Linked DNA regions of Mus musculus: region 2 is linked to region 1. Evidence: chromatin contacts called from public Hi-C data. All regions are on one chromosome and are shown on one strand. Each heading gives the region's core, a stretch centred on a gene start, on an enhancer-like site or on the middle of the called end of the contact. The rest is flanking DNA. Distances are from core to core; before and after follow the strand shown.

The links. Hi-C and Micro-C count contacts between places; a contact is called where the count stands out from the background.
Region 2: a contact with region 1 is called in a Hi-C map of cerebellar granule neurons, with 3 times the contacts expected there. The contact joins two enhancer-like sites. A contact is called at or near these places in 3 of 484 Hi-C or Micro-C datasets (cerebellar granule neurons and cerebellum).

Annotation. Positions count from the first base shown.
Region 1 is chr3:139,507,528-139,511,803 of GRCm38.p6, reverse strand. The region is part of intron 11 of Stpg2 (sperm tail PG rich repeat containing 2); the gene reads right to left. Among named protein-coding and RNA genes, the nearest start is that of Gm24260, 92 kb to the right of the region's middle. Within about 2 kb of position 2,368, at least 18 of the 459 cell types and tissues checked have an H3K27ac peak or open chromatin away from gene starts, as enhancers often do. A contact at or near this core is called in cerebellar granule neurons and cerebellum, where this site is marked.
Region 2 is chr3:139,946,963-139,951,238 of GRCm38.p6, reverse strand. No RefSeq gene overlaps it. Among named protein-coding and RNA genes, the nearest start is that of Mir7j, 79 kb to the left of the region's middle. Within about 2 kb of position 1,983, at least 2 of the 459 cell types and tissues checked have an H3K27ac peak or open chromatin away from gene starts, as enhancers often do. A contact at or near this core is called in cerebellar granule neurons and cerebellum, where this site is marked.

The DNA.
Region 1 (4,276 bases), core at 1,119-3,618:
TTATTTGATTCAGAATGAAAATCCCTCCCTATAACTACCACGAGAATTCCACAAATGTTCTTCCAAGGTTTCTTCTCAAATGCTACAGGGTTGGATCAACCAACACTAACAGCAGTAGGATTTTTATTTCATATTTTCTTTCAAATAGTTAAAGGGTTTCTTATTGTGCATCATACCCTTAATCCATGGATTTATATTTTACAAATACTCATATACCTGAACTTATTTCATAGCATTAAATGTCAGGTATTGAAAAGGAAGATATTCATATTTTGCCTCATGCATTTTAACCTAGTTCTCTTAAAATGTAGTTCATAAACCACAAGCATCAGAATTCCCCAAATATGGTTTTGTGTTTGCTTTGCAGTGTTTCTCGACATCTTACTCTGACCCCAGTTGGCCTCTACCTAGAGTTCCTGCTGCTTTAGCTTCAGGATGCTTGGCTTATAGATGTGAGCAATCACAAAGCTGTGTCCAAGTTAATCTTAAAATACAGGTTCTTTTGACCATCCACCTCACTAGAACAAGTTATGTTTTATGCAAAACAGACCAAGAAAATAGAATTTCACTGAAAATCTTTGTTTTAGACCTCTAGCCTATGGCTTAGATTTTTTTCTCTCTAAAATATATTAGGTATCAAAAACTTTCCTCCTCAAATAATCAAAAGAAATGGTGATGCTGAGATGGTATTTTCTGAGAACACAGATGACTACATAATTGCTTCTAGAAAGCTAACTCAGTTGCACCCACACATGACATACCAGAATCATGGAAAGGAGGGATCAGGGAGAGTCCCTTTGATCTATTCATAAGAATTTAAGGTGGTTTACCTTCTTCTTAGTAGCTGTTTAGAGCAGAAACTACTCAAATCATTTTTCTTTTTCTTTTTCTTTTCCTGAGACAGGGTTTCTCTGTGTACTCCTGGCTATCCTGAAACTCACTCTGTAGACCAGGCTGGCCTTGAATTCAGAAATCCACCTGCCTCTGCCTCCCAAGTGCTGGGATTAAAGGTGTGTGCCACCACTACCAGACCTTATTTCTATATCAATGTTAAAATCATATTCAGATTGTTCTCTACATGTGACTTTGTAAGTACTTTAAGGACAATTGTTTTAAAGACAGAAGAAGCGATAGAGACTGGAATTGTAGAAGCAGGAGTGGGACTCGCATTGAGCAATGTTTTTGATAGTTCTGAATTTTTCAGACATGTCCTTCTACCTCAATCTTGGGACAATTTTGTAAACATATTTCATAATTCTTTGAGCTTTAATCTTTTGGGGAATGACTGTATTTTTCCCTCCATTATTTTAACCTGGTGTTTTCTAAGATAGTCTTAAATCTGAACTCCAGCTCAATCCTTCTCCTTACTTGTCGTGTGACCTTGGTAAATCCTCTAAACTTGAGTTTTAGTTTGCTCCTTTGTGAAGGAGGGGTAAAATGGCCCCGAGAAGCTCAGCATTTCTCAGAGGATGAGCACAAGTCTAAGCTGATTCATCCTCAGAGTACCACTGAGCAGAAAGAAGGAAGACATCACTTCGAGGCTACAGGAAACTGAGTTCAAAGGCCACACTGTGACCTGCCTCGTCTTGTGTCTTCACATTGCCTTCAGGGTTGCTAGCACCTTTGCAAACACCACAGTTGCCAGAGGAATGTCAAATTAACTAAATGAAAATGACCTGATCCCCCTGAATGTGGTATGTTCCTAATAGGTGAATGGTTATAATAAGCTGGAGTAAAACTGACAAATTATTGAATTTTGCCACTGGGTATACTTTCCATTTTATACCTATACTTTAAAAGTTCAAAGTATAAACACACCTAAAGAAAACAAAAAAATGCCACAGTTCTAAAACCCTTTTAACTGCCACAGTGCCTGATATCTGGGCTGCTACACGCGACTGCTTTCTAATCCCATTCAACTGACAATGAGACAAAAACCGAGGGGTAAGTGTTGTTCTCCCTGAATCCAAACCCTGTGCTCCATTTGATGGGGAAGGCTGCCTCTCTGTGGCAGAATATGATTGTGTCATGTTTTCTGGGGGACAATTTTATATCTCACTACTCTTTAAACATCTAAAAATCTGCATAATGCTCAAAAGCACAAGGATTTAAATACTGTATTTTGACCATAATCATATTTTTACTTCACATTTAAAATTGTCTTTGAACCATATAAAGTAGCCTTACTCACCTAGGAAAGACGGAAATAGCATTTGTACAAGTAACAGATACCCGCTGAAATAGGCTTGCTCAAATAGAATGGTCACATTAGCTGTCTCTTTTGAAAATAGAAGTCATTATTCACTTTACACTGAGTGACCTCTACTGGTCAGAAAGACACATTAATAGACATCATATCCACCAGAAAGCAGCTGGTATCTTAATTTTGCCAACAACTGACTCATATATACTGTGTCATGCATGTTGCCTGCTAGTCACTTACAATAAAATCGTACTGAGATGTACCATAGCTCAGATACTGAAGCCAAGCACACAGATCAAGTAAATACATTTTAAAATCCTGGTTTCTTGTTCTTCCTCATGGTGACCATTTTTACTTGAAAGAAAAGTATGCATAAAAGGTCTTACTGTATAGGATGCTTAGGTAAGAAGCATACTCTATAACAAATGGGGTTTCAATATTTTGATATTGTTAACTATACAACAGCTGAAAAACAAACTGTTTCTCTCCATCATAAACATATGCTTCATTACTCTTCAGAAATAAAGGGTTTATTTAATTAAGAATAAAGACACAGAATTAACAACTACGGCTCTAAAACAGATTTTTTTTTTCAGAAACAAAGAAACTTTGATACAATAATGAGAAAGCTGCAGTAAATCTTTCCCTAAGAGGTCCATCACCAGTGTCACACAAACACCAGTGTGGAAACAGCAGGTTATTTCCCTGTGGCTTTAACAGAGGTCAAAACGTGAAGTGTACCAACAGAAACAAAAAGAGGGTTGCCTGCAAAAAGTTTTAATGAAGAATATTGTTATAAATCTTGACTGCTAATTATTATAAAATCTCCTTCCCTTCTTTATTTTTTCTCTTTTTAACGATGTCCAGGGGGTGGGGAGAAACAATTTGGTTTCTGCTTCAGCTGAAATCTATTTATATGCAAATAACTTATCCATTATTACTGTGAGAAGAGACTTGTGCATAAAGAGAGAAATAAATTATCACCAGAAGCTATTAATGAAATCTATTTCAAAACAACATTTTACAAGAGCCCTCACTCATGTAATATTTGTTTAAGCCTCGAGGGGAAATGGTGGAATTCTGCACATAGATGAAACCTGATACTACAGTATTTCCCATGTCAATTTGCTTTATATAATGCATTTATCCTTTGCTTAGAAATGATAAATGGAACTCCAGGACATCGCTTCAGAGAACTTCATCAATGAAATCAAAGTCAGTGTGTTTATCATATAATTGCCAGACTTTGGAGTTCTCTCTGTTGCGACTGTTACTACTCTCCTGGGTTTAAAACATTAATGTTCTCTTTATACTGCAATAGCAGCAATGTGCAATTAGACGAGTTTAAGAAGAACAACTTGAGTTTCAGGAGAAGAATAGGATGATGATAAGAGGCCTAGAATATAATTTGATACATCCTGTCTCTTTCCTGTTTGGATTTCTTTGTTCTTTAGCTTATAATTTCCTTTTTTGTAGAAAAGTGTCCCTCTATTAAAGTTGCCACTGTATCTTTCTTCTGGCATCCTCTTAATTCTGCATAAGATGTCCAAAGTGGAACTGAAATCCTTCATCTTGATGTAAGTTCATGCTTTCCTAAGCATTTCACTTTGACCTTTTCGTATTGCAACATTATTCTCTGATATTTTCTCCTAATGTTTTCTACATTTTTTTAATCTTCCATCTATGAACATGGTACTTTGTAAGGACCTAACCTTATTTTCTTCAGTAAGAATATCATAGTAAACACTATGTCCTACTTAAAAAGTAGTCTTTAACCCTTGGGTTGTGTAACATCTGTACATTTAAGTGTCTTCATATGTGTGAGTATGAGGATTTCTGCTTTGTAATTGATTTCTCTTGATTTTATGTGAAAGCCATGTTTTATTAATATTCATTTGTCATATGCGATACAGTGAGTACTGTAATTCTTCATGTTTTCTTTCATTAGTTTTTCTGTACCTTTATTTTTACATATATTCTAGTACATTTATCAATTTCTTTTTAAAAGAACTCCAACAGATAACATAAATCATTGCACTCACTAAGTAAAGTGCCAGCTTTATGATATGACGC
Region 2 (4,276 bases), core at 734-3,233, 440 kb before region 1:
AACTATGTTGACAGTGTTTTAACAAAATAAGTTTTATTATAAAAAATAAATAATTTGTTTCATTCTACTTCCTAATTACCTGCTAGCTCTGAGAATTTGATTTGTTAGCACTCTACAGGTTTTTTCGTGACTACTGTCCCGGGCACTGTGCTAGATACTGGCTGTGGATTTCATTGACTTGAACTGATAAGCTACTGATGGTAAAGTACTCCTGAGTCTAAATGGAAAGATCCATAGCAATAATGAGAAAGGCATTTTGAGGGAAATGTCAGAAACTTAGGAATATCTGGCATACTGTACCACACAATCCCAGCCCAACAGTTCAGATAAGAGATGGTGATCTGGAAGGTTAACAGCATTGCAGATGATAAGTGTTTTAAGAAGTGTAGCAAAAGGCAAAAGAATAGTCACTTGAAGCAAATGAACAGTTGCACAGGAAGGATCATGACAGCACATCTCCGTCATTCATCAGTTCCGTTCACCTCTCCCAAACACACTAAGACAGACACAGGCACTTTTGTGGTAGAAGAAAATATATCATTCTCTATTAACACTAAGCTTTATATCTACTATTAGCATTCAAAGCTCCTTTGACCCCCATCCCACTGCAGGCTCCAAGCACTCTTTATGGGATAACAGTTTCCTGCTTTCTAGAATCGTGACGTTTGGGAGGAGGAAAAGAGATATGTACAAGCAAGATCTGGAAGGGAATACACCTTGCCAAGCCCCAGAAATAATCCAATCTGGCCACTGTAGCTTGCTGTTTATTAGCATTGGAGCAGAAGCACCGTGAAATCAATTTATTCAGAAATAGAAATTCTCTGATTCAAAATTACCAGTGGCAATGGTTGCTTCCTTTTTAAAAAGTATGAACACTGTGAAAGAAGCAGAGCTCGAAACCAAATCTCGAGTCGTGTGGGGGAATATGCTAGGAGCTGGGGCTTCTTTGCCTTAGTGTTTTTTTAAGTTTTCTAAGATAGACTTGTGTGATCCTCACAGTCTTGAGAACACAATGCTCTCCAAAATAATGTGTGGGGTGGGGGGGCTGAAGCAAACTAGGTCAGTTGTATGGTTTCAGCAGACAAGAGGACAGCTGGGATCTTGCACTTTTGGATTTGGTTCAAAGATGAAGTAGAATTGATTGTTTTACATTGGAATTGTCATACGAGCGCACAGACTTTGAAGGGAGAGGCTGTTGGTTGAAATATATAGCTCAGGGAAAAAAATTGAAGACTGAAGCATCATTAAAAGAAGCATTTTACTAGAAAACAAAACCCTTCTGGGAGGCCTAGGAAATAGGAAATGCAACATTTTTGGTTGTAAAATCACAAGTATGCTATAAGATTTAACTTCAACATTTATGTCATTGTTTATATAATTGTAATTAATATAGCCTAAAAATATTCAGGTAGCCTGGTACAAGGTAAAAAAAAAATTAAGTTCTATAAATAGCAGTTGCCAAGAGGGTAAAGAACTATAAGAAGTGAGATTAATAAAAACAAGTCAATGGCTAATAAGAAAAAGCTTCATTTCATTTAAATTCAACCGTGCCCCTGGCATTGGTTTTGGCAATAATTAGAAGCTGAAGAGGATATTAGCATCTCTACTTTTTCTTTGTGGATTGCCTTCCTGTGGTAAGTTACATGTAAACAACTATGTGTGGTAGTTTGCAGGCAAGGTGCCCTATTTTGCTCAAAACCTACCTACAATGACCTTTCCCTTCTCAAAGTGGTGATTCACTAAGAAACTTGCAGTACTTTGTTCTTGAAATTTAAAAGCTAGTCCATACTCTCTAAGTGTGCGGAAGGGATGCCTTGGCATATCTGGGAGCGAGAATAAACAGTTAAAAAGTTGCTGACTTTGCTTAGTGGCTCTTTAATAAAGTGCATCTCCTTCACTGGAACGGAAGCAAATAGAACCAAAAGCTATATTCATTGGCTGCTAGACAGGGACCAGAACTACAGCGCTTGGCAAGTGCTATTGTTTTTCAAGTCTTACTGACACCTGGTGGCTGCAACTATACAAGCTGCAGTAAACAAAGATGGACCTTTAATTTTAAATGTGCATTCATTCCTTGAGAATTTTATACAGTGCATGCTGATCATATTTACATGCCTCACCAACTTCTATCTCCTCACCCTCTGTTTTTCTTCAAATTGTTGTTACTTATGGAACAATAGAAATAGAAATAAAACCTACTTATTTCATTTAGAGTTATATATGTATAGATGCCAAGCACTTGGTATTGGAAAATCAAGAAGCTCATAACTGGGGAAACCTTTTTCTCTTTCTTCTTAGCCATTAAGTGCCTATTGTTTCTCTTCTAGGGAAAGGCTTACATGCCATCTGGTATTGTAATAATTGAGGTCTTGTTTAGGCACCCATATTGCTGATATTCTCTTAATTCAGTTTCCCTGTCATATACAGAAAACATAAATTCAAAGGAGTTGGCAATGCCCTCTGGCTTTTACCCACCCCCTCACTTCCAAGGTGTTTTATGAGCCTTGGATACAGGGGTTGTACTAGAACAATGGAAGATGGGCATCCCACAGTCATTTTGACTATTTATGTCTTTCTGTAATGATCTCTATCTGATGCTCTAAAGCTAGCTCCTCTGTGAGGTGTGAGAGCTGAACTTATCTGTGAGTATCTGTGAATATTTATAATGAATTTCAAGATTAAACTGGTTTAGGGAAACTGAGAGGACTAGGTTTCATCTAAGTTTATGGCTTATCAGCCTTGGGAAGTTGGATAGGTTTATAGTACCAGGTCATTGTAGCTTCCCGTTGTTGTGCTTCAGAGGTGGCACAGCTAGGTGGGCCTGTGGATTGCTTTCCTCCCTCCTCAGCTCCCTTCACCTGCTGACAGATAGAAGCTAGTACTCGAGCAGGAGCCTTCCAGGTCAGCTTTAGCTCAGTTCCCATAAAGTCCTGTGTCTGAAGTGTGTGGTGTTTTTAGCAATAAAAATTACCTTCAAATTCTGGGAGCAACCAAGGAAAATGACAAGAACTCATAGTAGGTTTCACCCTTTCCTGACCAACAACTCAAAAGGAGGTTTCTTGGGTCCAGTACTAGGGTTTTTGTTAGAAAGTCTAAGGATCTTGAGAGAGTATTATCCTCTCAGGTAGGATAGATTTATGTTTTAACAGCCTATGGTACTGTGGAAACTAGTACCCAGGTCAATTCCTCTCTCTCTCTCTCTCTCTCTCTCTCTCTCTCTCTCTCTCTCTCTCTCTCTCTCTCTCTCTCTCCCTCTCTCTCTCTCTCTCTCTCTCTCTCTCTCTCTCTCTCTCACACACACACACACACACTTTCTTTTCTTGGTAATATTGGATATTTTATAAGTAGAAGAACAAATTTAGATCTGTACCTATCATATATCATCTTGCTCAAAAGTTTACTCCAAGTGGGTCAATCACCTCAATATGAAACAAGAAACACTGAGTTAATGAACTGTTAGATAAAAACGTAGCCAGTGTCCTACAAGGTCTAGATCTAGATGGTTTTCTAAATAGGAGCCCATTTTCCCGGGAATTAAGAGCAATCAACATGTGGGACTTCATAACACTAAAATGCTTATGTACAGCAAATGAAATAATCAACTAAAGAGGACGCCTTTTAATATCCAGAATATATTAAAATATACAAAACACAAGGAAGCAAGAAAACAAATGAACTAATTAAGAGCAGGCAATGGACTTGAAAAGAGAAGTCCCAAATGAGGAAATGAAAATACCTAAAGGATACCATAAAAAAAGTCAACATCATTAGGAACGAGGGACATGCACTTTGTAACTATTTTGAGATGTCATCTGACCCACGTCAGTATGCCTAAGATGAGGAAAACAATTGACAACAAATGCTGGCGAGATGGGGAAACAAGAACACTCATTCATTACTGGTGATATTGCAAAATGGTGCAGCCATTATAAAAATCAGTGTGGAGAATTATTAAAAGCTAAAATTAAATTAACCATTGCAACCCACTTGGCAGCGTATGCCCAAAGAAAATATTCGTTGTCTTGTCCATCGCCACTCTATTCACAACAGCTAAGTTGGCAAGAAACCAAAATGTCTTAAAAATCGATGAACAAATAATGAAAATGTTGAACATATACAAAATAGAGTATAATTAAGCTGTGTTGTGATTTGAAAAAGAATGGACCCCAGAGGCTCATGTATTTGAATGCTTAGGGTGTGGCCTTGTTGGAGGAAATTTGTCACTGGGGGATAGGCTTTTTGGTTTCAGAACCCCAAACCAAACCTAGTATCTCTC